2 separate regions of the Sus scrofa genome follow, and region 1 is linked to region 2. The links are chromatin contacts, called in public HiChIP or PLAC-seq maps. All regions are on one chromosome and are shown on one strand. The core of a region is the stretch at or near the end of the contact, and the rest is flanking DNA. Distances in the headings are between cores, read along the strand shown. Region 1 overlaps INTS9 (integrator complex subunit 9). Region 2 has its middle 3.2 kb from the start of EXTL3.

The links. HiChIP or PLAC-seq counts read pairs in DNA pulled down with a chosen protein or histone mark.
Region 1: an H3K27ac HiChIP or PLAC-seq map of alveolar macrophages shows a contact between it and region 2. The contact joins two enhancer-like sites. A contact is called at or near these places in 2 of 5 promoter capture datasets (fetal liver and liver), 22 of 47 Hi-C or Micro-C datasets (adipocytes, alveolar macrophages, blood and 14 more) and 2 of 2 datasets of contacts at active chromatin or transcription factors (alveolar macrophages and skeletal muscle).

Annotation. Positions count from the first base shown.
Region 1 is chr14:12,592,053-12,597,504 of Sscrofa11.1, reverse strand. INTS9 (integrator complex subunit 9) reads left to right here. Exons shown (of 17, transcript XM_001928998.7): 12 at 3,118-3,289. Among named protein-coding and RNA genes, the nearest start is that of INTS9, 98 kb to the left of the region's middle. Within about 2 kb of position 2,829, at least 1 of the 83 cell types and tissues checked has an H3K27ac peak or open chromatin away from gene starts, as enhancers often do. A contact at or near this core is called in alveolar macrophages, where this site is marked.
Region 2 is chr14:12,431,579-12,437,209 of Sscrofa11.1, reverse strand. No RefSeq gene overlaps it. Among named protein-coding and RNA genes, the nearest start is that of EXTL3, 3.2 kb to the left of the region's middle. Within about 2 kb of position 2,844, at least 6 of the 83 cell types and tissues checked have an H3K27ac peak or open chromatin away from gene starts, as enhancers often do. A contact at or near this core is called in alveolar macrophages, where this site is marked.

The DNA of each region.
Region 1 (5,452 bases), core at 1,580-4,079, 160 kb before region 2:
CAGTAATAGCCTACCTCTGTTTCATTGAGCAAGTGGGGAATTTTTTTTTTTTTTTTTTTTTTTTGCTTTTTAGGGCCGCACACATGGCATATGGAGGTTCCCAGTCTAGGGGTCAAATCGGAGCTACAGCTGCCAGCCTATGCCACAGCCACAGCAATGCAGGATCCAAGCCGCATCTGCAACCTACACCACAGCTCATGGCAATGCCGGATCCTTAACCCTGAGCAAGGCCAGGGATCAAACCTGCAGCCTCATGGGTCCTAGTCAGATTCGTTTCTGCCACAATGGGAACTCCCAAGTGAGGAATTTTATTCTAATATCTACTGCTAACATTTTTTCATACAGATTTACTTGTCACAGTCCTTTTCACTGAGTTATGTCTGTCATGGGTATACATTTTTAATGATGAAAACAGTATTTCAGTTTAGAAAAAGAAAAATTCCCCCTTCCTCACAGAACCAGTGAGTGTTTTTATATGACTGAGTATGTGTCCAATTTTGTTTCCAATGTTTTTTTCACTGAACAGTGTGTCATGGACCTTTTTCTCTGTGTATCATTGTTATTATTGCTGCCTAATACTCCATAGTATATCATATGAACTTACTATTGGACAAAAGAGTTACTCCCAGTTTTTTGTTATATTTTTTTAAAAGGATGTTTAATTTGGTGTAACCACTTTAGGAAACTGACAGTCTCTGCTAAAGCTGAACCTAGGATCGTGACTCTGCTGTCCCTCAGCAGTTCCATCTCTAAAATCTGTCTAAATAGAAAGGCAGATGTGTCTCCCAGAAACCTGCACAGAAGTCTTCATAGCCCTCTTGGTAATTGTGCTAAAATGTAGCCAAATGCCCATCAACAGGTGAATGGATTTTGTGGTATATTCCTGTAGAGGAAAATCTTACATCAAAGAGAACGAAGGACCTCCAGGTATATGCAACAGTGTAGATAAATTTAACCAAATTTCACTAATGTAAAAAAAAAAAAAGCCAAATATAAAAGAGTAGATATGGTGTGATTTTTATTCATATGAAAGTTCAAACACACACTCATCTGTGATACTTGGGCCAGGATAGTGGTTATCCTGGGAGTGGCGGTCGGAGCACTAGAAGGGGACAAAGGAGGATTTGAGTAACCAGTGATACTGTTTCTTCATGTGCATATGGGAAAATGGAAGTTTCCAGTTTATAGAAATTTCAGCAAGTTTGGGATGTCTGTGCTGATATTTATGTATAGGGATATATTCATTGATTTATTTGTTATGCATTTAACTATTTGGCTCAAGAGTGAATTGCAACAGGAGTTCCCACTGTAACTCAGTGGGTTGAGAACCTGACTAGTATCCATGTGGATATGGGTTCAATCCCTGGCCTCACTCAGTGGGTTAAGGATCCAGCATTGCCACAAGCTGTGGTATAGGTTGCAGATGTGCCTCGGATCTGGCATTGCTGTGGCTGTGACATGGGCCTGCAGCTGCAGCTCCAGTTTGACCCCTGGCCTGGGAACTTCCATATGCTGCATGTGTGGCTCTAAAAAGTAAAATTAATGAATGAATAAATTAAATTTTTAAAAAAGTAAATTGCAACAAATGTCTTGCTATTTTTTTTTTTTTAATCTTTTGTCTTTTTAGGGCCGCACCCATGGCACATGGAAGTTCCCAGGCTAGGGGTCAAATCAGAGCTGTAGCTACCAGCCTACACCGCAGCCACAGCAACACAGGATCTAAACTGCATCTGCGACCTACACTGTAGCTCACAGCAGCACCATATCCTTAACCCACTGAGCAAGGCCAGGGATAGAACCCACATCTTCCTGGCTACTCATTGGCTTTGTTACCATTGAGCCACGATGGGAACTCTGCTAATTTTTTTACATTTGACTGTTTTCCTATTCTGAGGGACAGGTCTTTCATGAACCAGAATGTCAAGTGGAAGGTTTTGAGGAGTTACTTGCCATCCTCATACTCTCTTACAGTAGCAAAAGGTTTTTGGAAGCTCTGTCATTCCTACCATGAAATTCAGGCTAGAAATGTAATATTAGAAAATTAAATATAGCGAAACATACTTTGTGGTGGGCTTTGCCACTAAAAGTCTCTTTGCCTCTGCCCAAATAGCAATTAGCCGTTCTTTAGAACTTGTTCTTTAAGGGCGTTAACCACATTCTTACCCACATATATGTCACAGATGACTTCTGTTCCCATTACAGTTAGGAAATGGAAAGACCACAGTTGCTTGATCAGGGTTCCTGGAATTCACTTGTCAGTATTAGGGTGTGATGGAGGTGAGAGTCAGTATTATGTGACCGGTGCTCATAAGATATGGTTCTGCTCTTAGAGCTGCTAAAACATTGCTATACAGAATGCCTACCTCATGGCTTCATTGGTTATATGATTTGCACCTTAAATCAGCACAAAGGTAATGCTGGACAGTTAAAGGTAGTGAGTCAGCTGGAAAAGTAGATGCATTTACCCCCCCAACCCCTGCAAAAAAAAATGATGAATTTATCTTAGTTTGCCTAAAAAGTGACTTAAGTTGTGTGCAAAGACCTGCTGCTCTTCTTAGAATCCCATTCATTTCCTTGCCATCTATGGATACAGTAGAACTAGTCTCTTAGTGGGCTACTTGCCCATTTAACTGGGGCAAGTAATGATTTGGTCCAGTCAGTTTATAAAAAGAATGTCAATTTTGGAAGTTCTCACTGAGGTTAGAGAGACCCAGGAATGTCTCTCTGAGGATGTGGATTTGATTCCTGGCCTTGCTCAGTGAGTTAAGGATCTGGCATTGCTGCAAGCTGTGGCATAAGTTGCAAATGCAGCTCAGATCCAGTGTTGCCATAGCTGTGGCATAGGCCAGCAGCTGCAGCTCCAGTCTGACCGCAAGCCAGGAACTTCCATGTACCCCAGCGGTGGCTGTAAAAAAAATTTTTTTAAGTCTCCATTAAGTATGGTATTTGTACCAAAAGGTCGCATCTTTTGAGAAAATCACGTTGGAGGTAAAGAAATTTGGATCTTTGGCAATTCTCTTGTACTTTTAATTTTTTCCACTCACTTTCCCACACTCTGGTTTTCCCTTCCTAGGCAGGCTGACTCTTCATGTGCTTTTTGTACATGTTTTCTTCCAGCTCATCCAGACCAACAAGCTGAAGCACTACCCCAGCATCCACGGAGACTTCAGCAACGACTTCAGACAGCCATGTGTGGTGTTCACAGGACACCCGTCCCTCCGGTTTGGGGATGTGGTCCATTTCATGGAACTCTGGGGAAAATCCAGTCTCAACACCGTCATATTTACAGGTAAATAAACCAACAAACAAGACCCCGCCCTTTCCACTGGGACTGGCCCTGAACACCTGGTAGGATGTACCTATCAGGTAGAAACCCTGGGAGGATTTTGATGGTAAAATGTAAATATGAACACCTCTGTCATAAATACCAAAGGATAAGAAGACCAGAAGGGAAAGGGTAAGAGCCAAGCAAGACGCTCTGTTATTAGATCACTGCACGCTGGACGGAACGTTCACATCTGTTTTTATAGAGAGATTTCTGGTCTAGAACTGCTTTTGATAGGATTTTGTAAGCTGTCTGAGACCTACAGCGATTTAGTAACCAGCCTTGTTTTATCCTTTTGGAACTACTTCCTTTGGTTACAGTTTACTCTGGCTTACAGTTTTTCTTACGGAGATGAATCCCTCAGAATAACACTCATCCTTTAATGAGGGCAAGTTAGGGATTTTACTTAATCACTCTCTTGGTTTGTCAGTTCAAGGTCTTCAGCCTTGGGATTTGAAATTCTCATGAGCAATGAAGTAAAAAACCTTGATCTAGGAGTTCTTTTGTGGCACAGCAAGTGAGGGACCAGGCTCGAGGTGCTGCTGTGGTGTGGGTTTGATCCTGGCCCTGGAACATCCGCGTGTTGCGAGTGCGGCCCAAAAATAAACAAACAGACAAACAAAAAAACACCTTGATGTAAAATCTGTTCCAAGTTACTGTACCCTAAGCCTGGTTACTCATGTCTCTGAGCCCTAGTTTCCTCACTGCTGCAAACTGGAATTGTCGGCACATCTCTCTTTGGGCAGCTTTGTGCATCTAGTGGAACATTGCAGGGAAGCACTGTTTACAGTGCCTGGCACAAAAGGCTGTTGAGAGAGTACCAGTTGCCTTTTTAGAGTTTTTAATTACTCTTGAGATGTGAGTGATGGAGGAGAGTCTGGTTATGCCCAAAGCTTCCTGGCCACCAGAAACACACCCTAACTGACTCATTATGGTGAGGTGGCTTTGGAGAAGTGGGAGACATCCCCAGGGCAGGTTCAAAAGAGCTTCTTATGGGTTTGAGCCTCGTGTTAGGTGATTTTTGAAACAGTTCATTGTCTGAGTTGCGGGCCATCAGGATGCAGTTCTCTACTTGGATATCTTTTTTTGTTTGTTTTGTTTTGTTTTGTTTTTGTCTTGTCTAGGGCTGCACCTGCGGCATATGGAGGTTCCCAGGCTAGGGTCCAATCAGAGCTACGCCAGAGCTCACGGCCACACCGAATCCTTAACCCACTGAGCGAGGTCAAGAATCGAACCCGCAACCTCATGGTTCCTAGTGGGATTCTTTAACCACTGTGCCATGACGGGAGCTCCTCTGCTTGGATATCTTAATGATTCTTATCCAAGAGGCAAGAAGAACGGAGCCAGGATAGGGTAGTGTTTGCTTGTTTTGCGGTTTAGACAGTGTTGTGGTTTTGCATTCAGGCATGATCGTGGAGGGCTCTTATTTTTAATCCGTCATTGTCACTGAGTGGCTATATCTGAGGTCAGCACTGTGTGAGGTTATTTATGTCTAGTAGGGGGACACCATGGCCTGGCCATGAGTGTGGGAACGTTCAGAAGAGCAGCTCCTGGGGAGTCCCCTTTGTGGCGCAGTAGAAACAAATCCGACTAATATCCACGAGGATGCGGGTTCAATCCCTGGCCTCACTCAGTGGGTCAGAGATCCAGTGTGGCTGTTGCTGTGGTGTAGGCCAGCAGCTGGAGCTCCAATTCGACCCCTAGCCTAGGAACTTCCGTATGCCACAAGTGCGGCCCTAAAAAGCAAAAAAAAAAAAAAAAAAAAAAAAAAAAAGAAGAGCAGCTGCTGTGTGCTGCTGTTCACCCTCCCAGGCCCCCTTTTAGCCAAAGGCAGAGGAAGTCAGACCACAAGTCATTGATTTATGATACCCAGGACCTCACCATTGCCAAGTTCAGCCAAGCAGGAAGTTACCTGGAGAAAGTTGTCTATAGTAGGACCAAGGGGGTCTCTCTCCTGTTCTTTTTGAGGAGCTGCAGGCTCTGATGTGACAGTGGGTACAATATTACAGAGGCACAGTAAGAAGTATGACTATAGCATAAACGTCCCTTCAGCCAGCTAAGAAGCAAGGGGCTACGTGATTGTCCATGACATTTATTCCCAGACATTCGCCTGGGTAACGAATTTAA
Region 2 (5,631 bases), core at 1,595-4,094:
AGGAAAAATAATTTTAAAATTGTACAGCTTAATGACATCAAGATTATGAAAAAACTTGCACCCTTGGTTTTTCGTTCTGGTGAAACCACAGACTGGTTCAATCTGTCTGGAGAGTATCAGTAAATGGGACAGGAAATACGAGATTGTGCAATAGAGGACTTTCTTTTCAGGGTGTATACCTCAAGGAAATACTTCAAATGGAGTAAAAATAAATTATACAAAGATATCCACAGTGAGAAATTAGGAAATAACAAAGTAATAATATGTAAAATGCAGAAAAATAATGCTATTTAAAGAAGAATATGAATGTCATCACTAAGTTGAAATATTTCTTCAAGTAATATTAAATGAAAAACACAGAATCCAGAGTTCTGTTGTGGCTCAGCCAGTTAAGAACTGGAGTAGTCACTGTGAGGTTGTGGGTTCCATCCCTGGCCTCCCTCAGTGGGTTGAGGATTCCTTGTTGCTGCAAACTTCTGTGTAAGTCTCAGATGTGGCTTGGATCTAGTGTTGCTGTGGCTGTGACGTGGGCAGCACCTGTAGCTCCAATTCCACCCTTAGCCTGGGAACTTCCGTATGCTGCAGTCGCCACCCTAAGAAGAAGAAAAAGAAAAGAAAAGAAAAGAAAAAAAAAACCATAGAACCCAAGAAAGTTTGTGACCAATGATTATAACTATGTGAAAAGATATGTGATGACATGTAAAAAGAAACTTTGGAGTAACGTAAATTTTTTTTTTTTTTTTTTTTTTGGTCTTACCTAGGGCCGCACCCACGGCATATGGAGGTTCCCAGGTTAGGGGGTCTAATTGGAGCTGTAGCCAGCCTATGGGCCACGGCTTACAGCAACACTGGATCCTTAACCCACTGAAGGAGGCCAAGGATCAAACCCACAACCTCATTGTTCCTAGTCAGGTTTGTTAACCACTGTTCCACGACAGGAACTCCTGGAGTAATGCAAATATTTTAGAGTTTAATGTGATTTAAGGTTCTTTCATTTCTATTGAATAATTTAAACATTTCTAATTTGTGGGGAATGGTTCTAATTTTGGATGGCATTGCATTTTTCAATTTTTCTTCACAATACATGATTTTTTAAAAAGTTGTCTAAAGAGAAACAAATTCTGAGGTTTTAGTGAACTAAGAGAGTTTTGCTTATATGCAAACCATAGGGGGGCACCAAAAAAGTAATTATCTTAGGGAGGGTATTTTGTTTGCTAGAGTTTCAAACTTCCCACAGACTGGGTGTCCCGAACAACAAAAAAATGTATCATCTCACTGTCTGGAGGCTAAAAGTCTGAGACCAAGGGGTTGCCAGGATTGGTCCCTTCTGAGAGCTGGGAGGGAAGAATCTGTTCCACCCACTCTCTTGGTTTTGCAGATATCTGTCTTTAGTTAAATAGTCTTCACCCCGAGTGCATGCCTGTGTACAATTTCCCCCTCTTATGAGGACACCAATCATACTGGCTTAGGGGCCCAACCTACTCCCGTATGACTTCATTTTTTTGGCTGCACCTGCAGCATATGCACATTCCCAGGCCAGGGATCAAATTCAAGCCACAGCTGTGATCTACACCACAGCTGTGGCAATGCCAGATCCTTAACCCGCCACACCACAGCAGGAACTCCCCAATATGATTTCATCTTAATCAAGTTTACTTGCAATGACCCTGTTCCAAATAAGGTCCCATTCTGAGGTGCCGGAGATTAGGACTTGAATCTATAATTTGGGGGTGGGGGGTGAGAATTAATAGGGAGAGAAGCTTGGGACTCAAAGTGTAATCTTATGAAAATGGCACCCACCCAATGACAAAATAATGGTAATAATATATAAAGTCTCAAATGTATCCAAACCCTGACAATTTAAACACAGTAAAGCCAAATCAATTACCACATTCTTCTTTCTGTCCTCTAACACCTTCCAGGCCTCTTCAGTGGGATCAAGGATGTTAGTGGAATAAGGAAGCCCCCAGCTTCACAGACAGTAGATCTGGTATGTCTGGCTTCCTGCAGGAAGGGCTTGGAGAAGGTGTGTCAGGTGCCTGGGAGGAGGTGGCCTGCCTGCATTTGAGCCTCAGCACAAGGGCAGAGAGGCCATGAGTGGAGGATTATAGGAAGCGGGGTCCTCATCACTGGGGGGCACACAGCATAGCCTCCTGGGAAGAACTCAGCTTTAGTTCTAGAGGCTAAGAGCCTCACAGCTTGGGAAGGGTGCCTGCAAAGGTGGAATCAGTCTTTCTGAGCGAGCCAGCCTCCCGCATTTAACCTCATCCATGGGTGGGATGAGAAGCTTTAAATCTTCACTGAGCCTGGTCACCTGCCTTCTGAAGTGATGGGGAGAAGATGTCAGAGAATGAAGCCCTGCCTGTTACTTGCAGAAGCTTTTGTTTGTTAATTCTTCTGAAAGTATCAGAAGCCCAATCAGAGGTGTGCTGATAAAACAGCTGGCCCTCCAGAAGAAAATCTCTGATTCGTGGTGTTTGTAGATTTCTGTGGTGTTTTCTCCTAGGGCTGATCTCAAGCTACCAACATGAGGTCACTGAACGCAGGGCTGGAGGCCAGCAGGCCACGTCACCAAGCCTGGAAAATGGCTTCACAGTCTCAAGCAGGGAGGCAGCCAGGGAGCCGCTTGAGCAGCCCAGGAAGGTGCAGGCAGAAGGGCAGCCCTTGTGGATTTGCAGCAGGGCCTCCAACTGGGCAACAGTGCTAGCAGGGAGCCCTGAGCAGGGCGGGTCTCAGTGAGAAACCGGGAACACACTCAGCCCCCAGGCAATGGGGATGGGGCAGGACAGGGAGTCTAAATTTAGGAGGAGGAAGTGCATTCTTTCTCTTTTTAGGGCTGAGCTCAGGGCATGTGGAAGTTCCCAGGCTAGGGGTTGAATTGCAGCTGTAGCCACTGGCCTATGCCACAGCCATAGCAACTCGGGGTCTGACCCACATCTGTGACTTACACCACAGCTCACGGCAACGCCGGATCCTTAACCCACTGAACAAGGCCAGGGATCGAGCCTGCGTCCTCATGGGTACTAGTCAGATTCCTTTCCGCTTCGCCATGATGGAAACTCCAGGAAGTGCATTCTTGCAGAGCTGAGAGAGGCCACCCCAGTCTGGGTAAGAGGAATAGGACAGGCAGCTTCAGAGCCCAAGTGGAGCAATGGGATTGTCCGCAGGCTGGAGGGCAACATCCCTCTTTCACTTCCCGTCTCTGGGCATCCCTCCCCTCCACAAGATGATCTTGCCAGAAAGAGAGGTTTAGGGTAGAGCTTCCAGGGTTCACATGAGGTCACTGGGCTAAATCCCACAAGGGCTTCCTCCCAGTTTAGGGACTTGGTACCAGGCTGAGCCGAGGAGAGGACACATGTGCTCATGTTAGACCCGGGAAAGCTTGTGCCAAGGCAGGTAACAAAACCAAGAGAAACCACTGGGTCTCCTGTCACTTAAGAATTACCTTAGGGACCCTGTATATGGTGCAGGCTAGGGCTGCACCTGGGCTACAGCCTAACCCAGCAGTTCACTCTGTTTTCAACATTGATCTTCTGCAGTGATCCCCCACACATGGTGATCTTTCTCATGGGCAAAGATGATCATACACATGTTCCTTTCTGCTTAAACACCTTTCCTTGGGTCAAGTTCACTCTCTTTTGCACAGGGCACAAGATCCGGCTTTCCCGGATCTGATATCTATTCATCTGCTGCTCTGCTCCTGATAACTTCACTTTATCTGGGTTCCCATTCCCAAACTAGCTATGTTTGCTTGATGCTAGGCCCTCATAGTTTCTTTTCCCTCTGAGTTTCTACTCTTTCTATGAGTCACTCCCATGCCAGGCAAGGATCTTGGATCACATCTATAGTTTTATTATTAAATCCTCGAGGGGTTTGAGGTGTTTTTTTTTAGGGCCGCACTGCAGCATATGGAGGTTCCCAGGCTAGGGGTCAAATCGGAGCTGCAGCTGCCAGCCTACACCACAGCCACAGCAACGCCAGATCCAAGCCATGTCTGTGACCTACCCAAGCTCATGCAACTGGATCCTTAACCCACTGAGTGGGGCCAGGGATTGAATCTGAGTGCTCATGGCTACTAGTCAGGTTTGTTACCACAAAGCCACAGTGTGAATTCCAACTTTCATGTTTTTTTAAACTTTCTTTTACTGTGGCAAAATATATGTAACATAAAATTTGCCATTTGGTGAACATCTCCTCAGAAAAGAAAATCATGGACTTGGAGAAGAGACTTGTGGCTGCCTGATGGGAGGGGGAGGGAGTGGGAGGGATCGGGAGCTTGGGCTTATCAGACACAACTTAGAATAGATTTACAGGAGATCCTGCTGAATAGCATTGAGAACTTGTCTAGATACTCATGTTGCAACAGAAGAAAGGGTGGGGGAAAAATGTAATTGTAACGTATACATGTAAAGATAACCTGACCCCCTTGCTGTATAGTGGGAAAATAAAAAAAAATATTAAAAAAAATTGCCATTTGAACCATTAAATGTAGTTTAGTGGCATTAATTTCACTGACAATGTACAACTATCACTATTTCTACTATTTTTCATCACCCTAAATGGAAACTCTGTACCTATTAAGCAATAACTGCCCCACTCCTTCCTTCACCAAACCTCCTTTAATGTCTAATTTACTTTCTGTCTCTATGAATTTGCCTATTCTAGGTATTTTCTATAAGAGGAATCACACAATAATTGTCCTTTTGAATCTGGCTTCTTTCACTTAGCATATTTTCAAGGTTCAGTCATGCTGTGTCCTGTGTTAGAATTCCATTCCTTTTCATGGCTGAATAATATTCCATTGTATGGATACACCACCTTTTATTTATCCATTCATCTGCTAATAAGACATTAGGGTTGGAGTTCTCGTTGTGGCACAGGGGAAGTGAAGCCAACTAGGAACCATGAGGTTGCAGGTTCAATATCTGGCCTCAGTGGGTTAAGTATCCTGCATTGCCGTGAGCTGTGGTGTAGGGACACAGATGCGGCTCAGATCTGGCGTTGCTGTGGCTGTGGTATAGACTGGCAGCTGTAGCTCCAATTGGACCTCTAGCCTGGGAACTTCCATATGCCATGGGTGTGGCCCTAAAAAGCCCCCCCCCAAAAAAAAGATATTTGGGTTGTTTCCGCCTTTGGGTCATTGTGAATAATTCTGCTCTGAACACTGGCATACACTTCACATGTTTTCCCCTGCACGTGGTAAAATCTTATTTCTACTGTGGACCTGGCTAGCTTCTATTTATCTTACAGAGCCCTTTATAAATTCTGTAAACTTATAAAATAGTGGAATAGAGCCCAAACTCCAACTCCTGCCTGTGTTCAGAGATGTTCATTCCCACTTTGTCCTTGAATTACAGGCTTTCCTAGATGGACTATCATAATGAACGTGGGAGGACTGAGAGTAGGAGAGCCTGAAAAGTCCAGTTAGGAGGCTCCAGTAATCCTGGAGTTAGAGGTAGGGCCTGGGCCAAGGGAGGAAAAAGAAGTCCACTTTTGATATTCATAAATTTCCACATGCAGCCATTCTCAGAAAGTAACACGGTGTGGTGATCACTGTGGGTGTGAGAGGAGAAAAGTGGAATAGAGGAGTCCCCGTCGTGGTTCAGTGGTTAACAAATCGGACTAGGAACC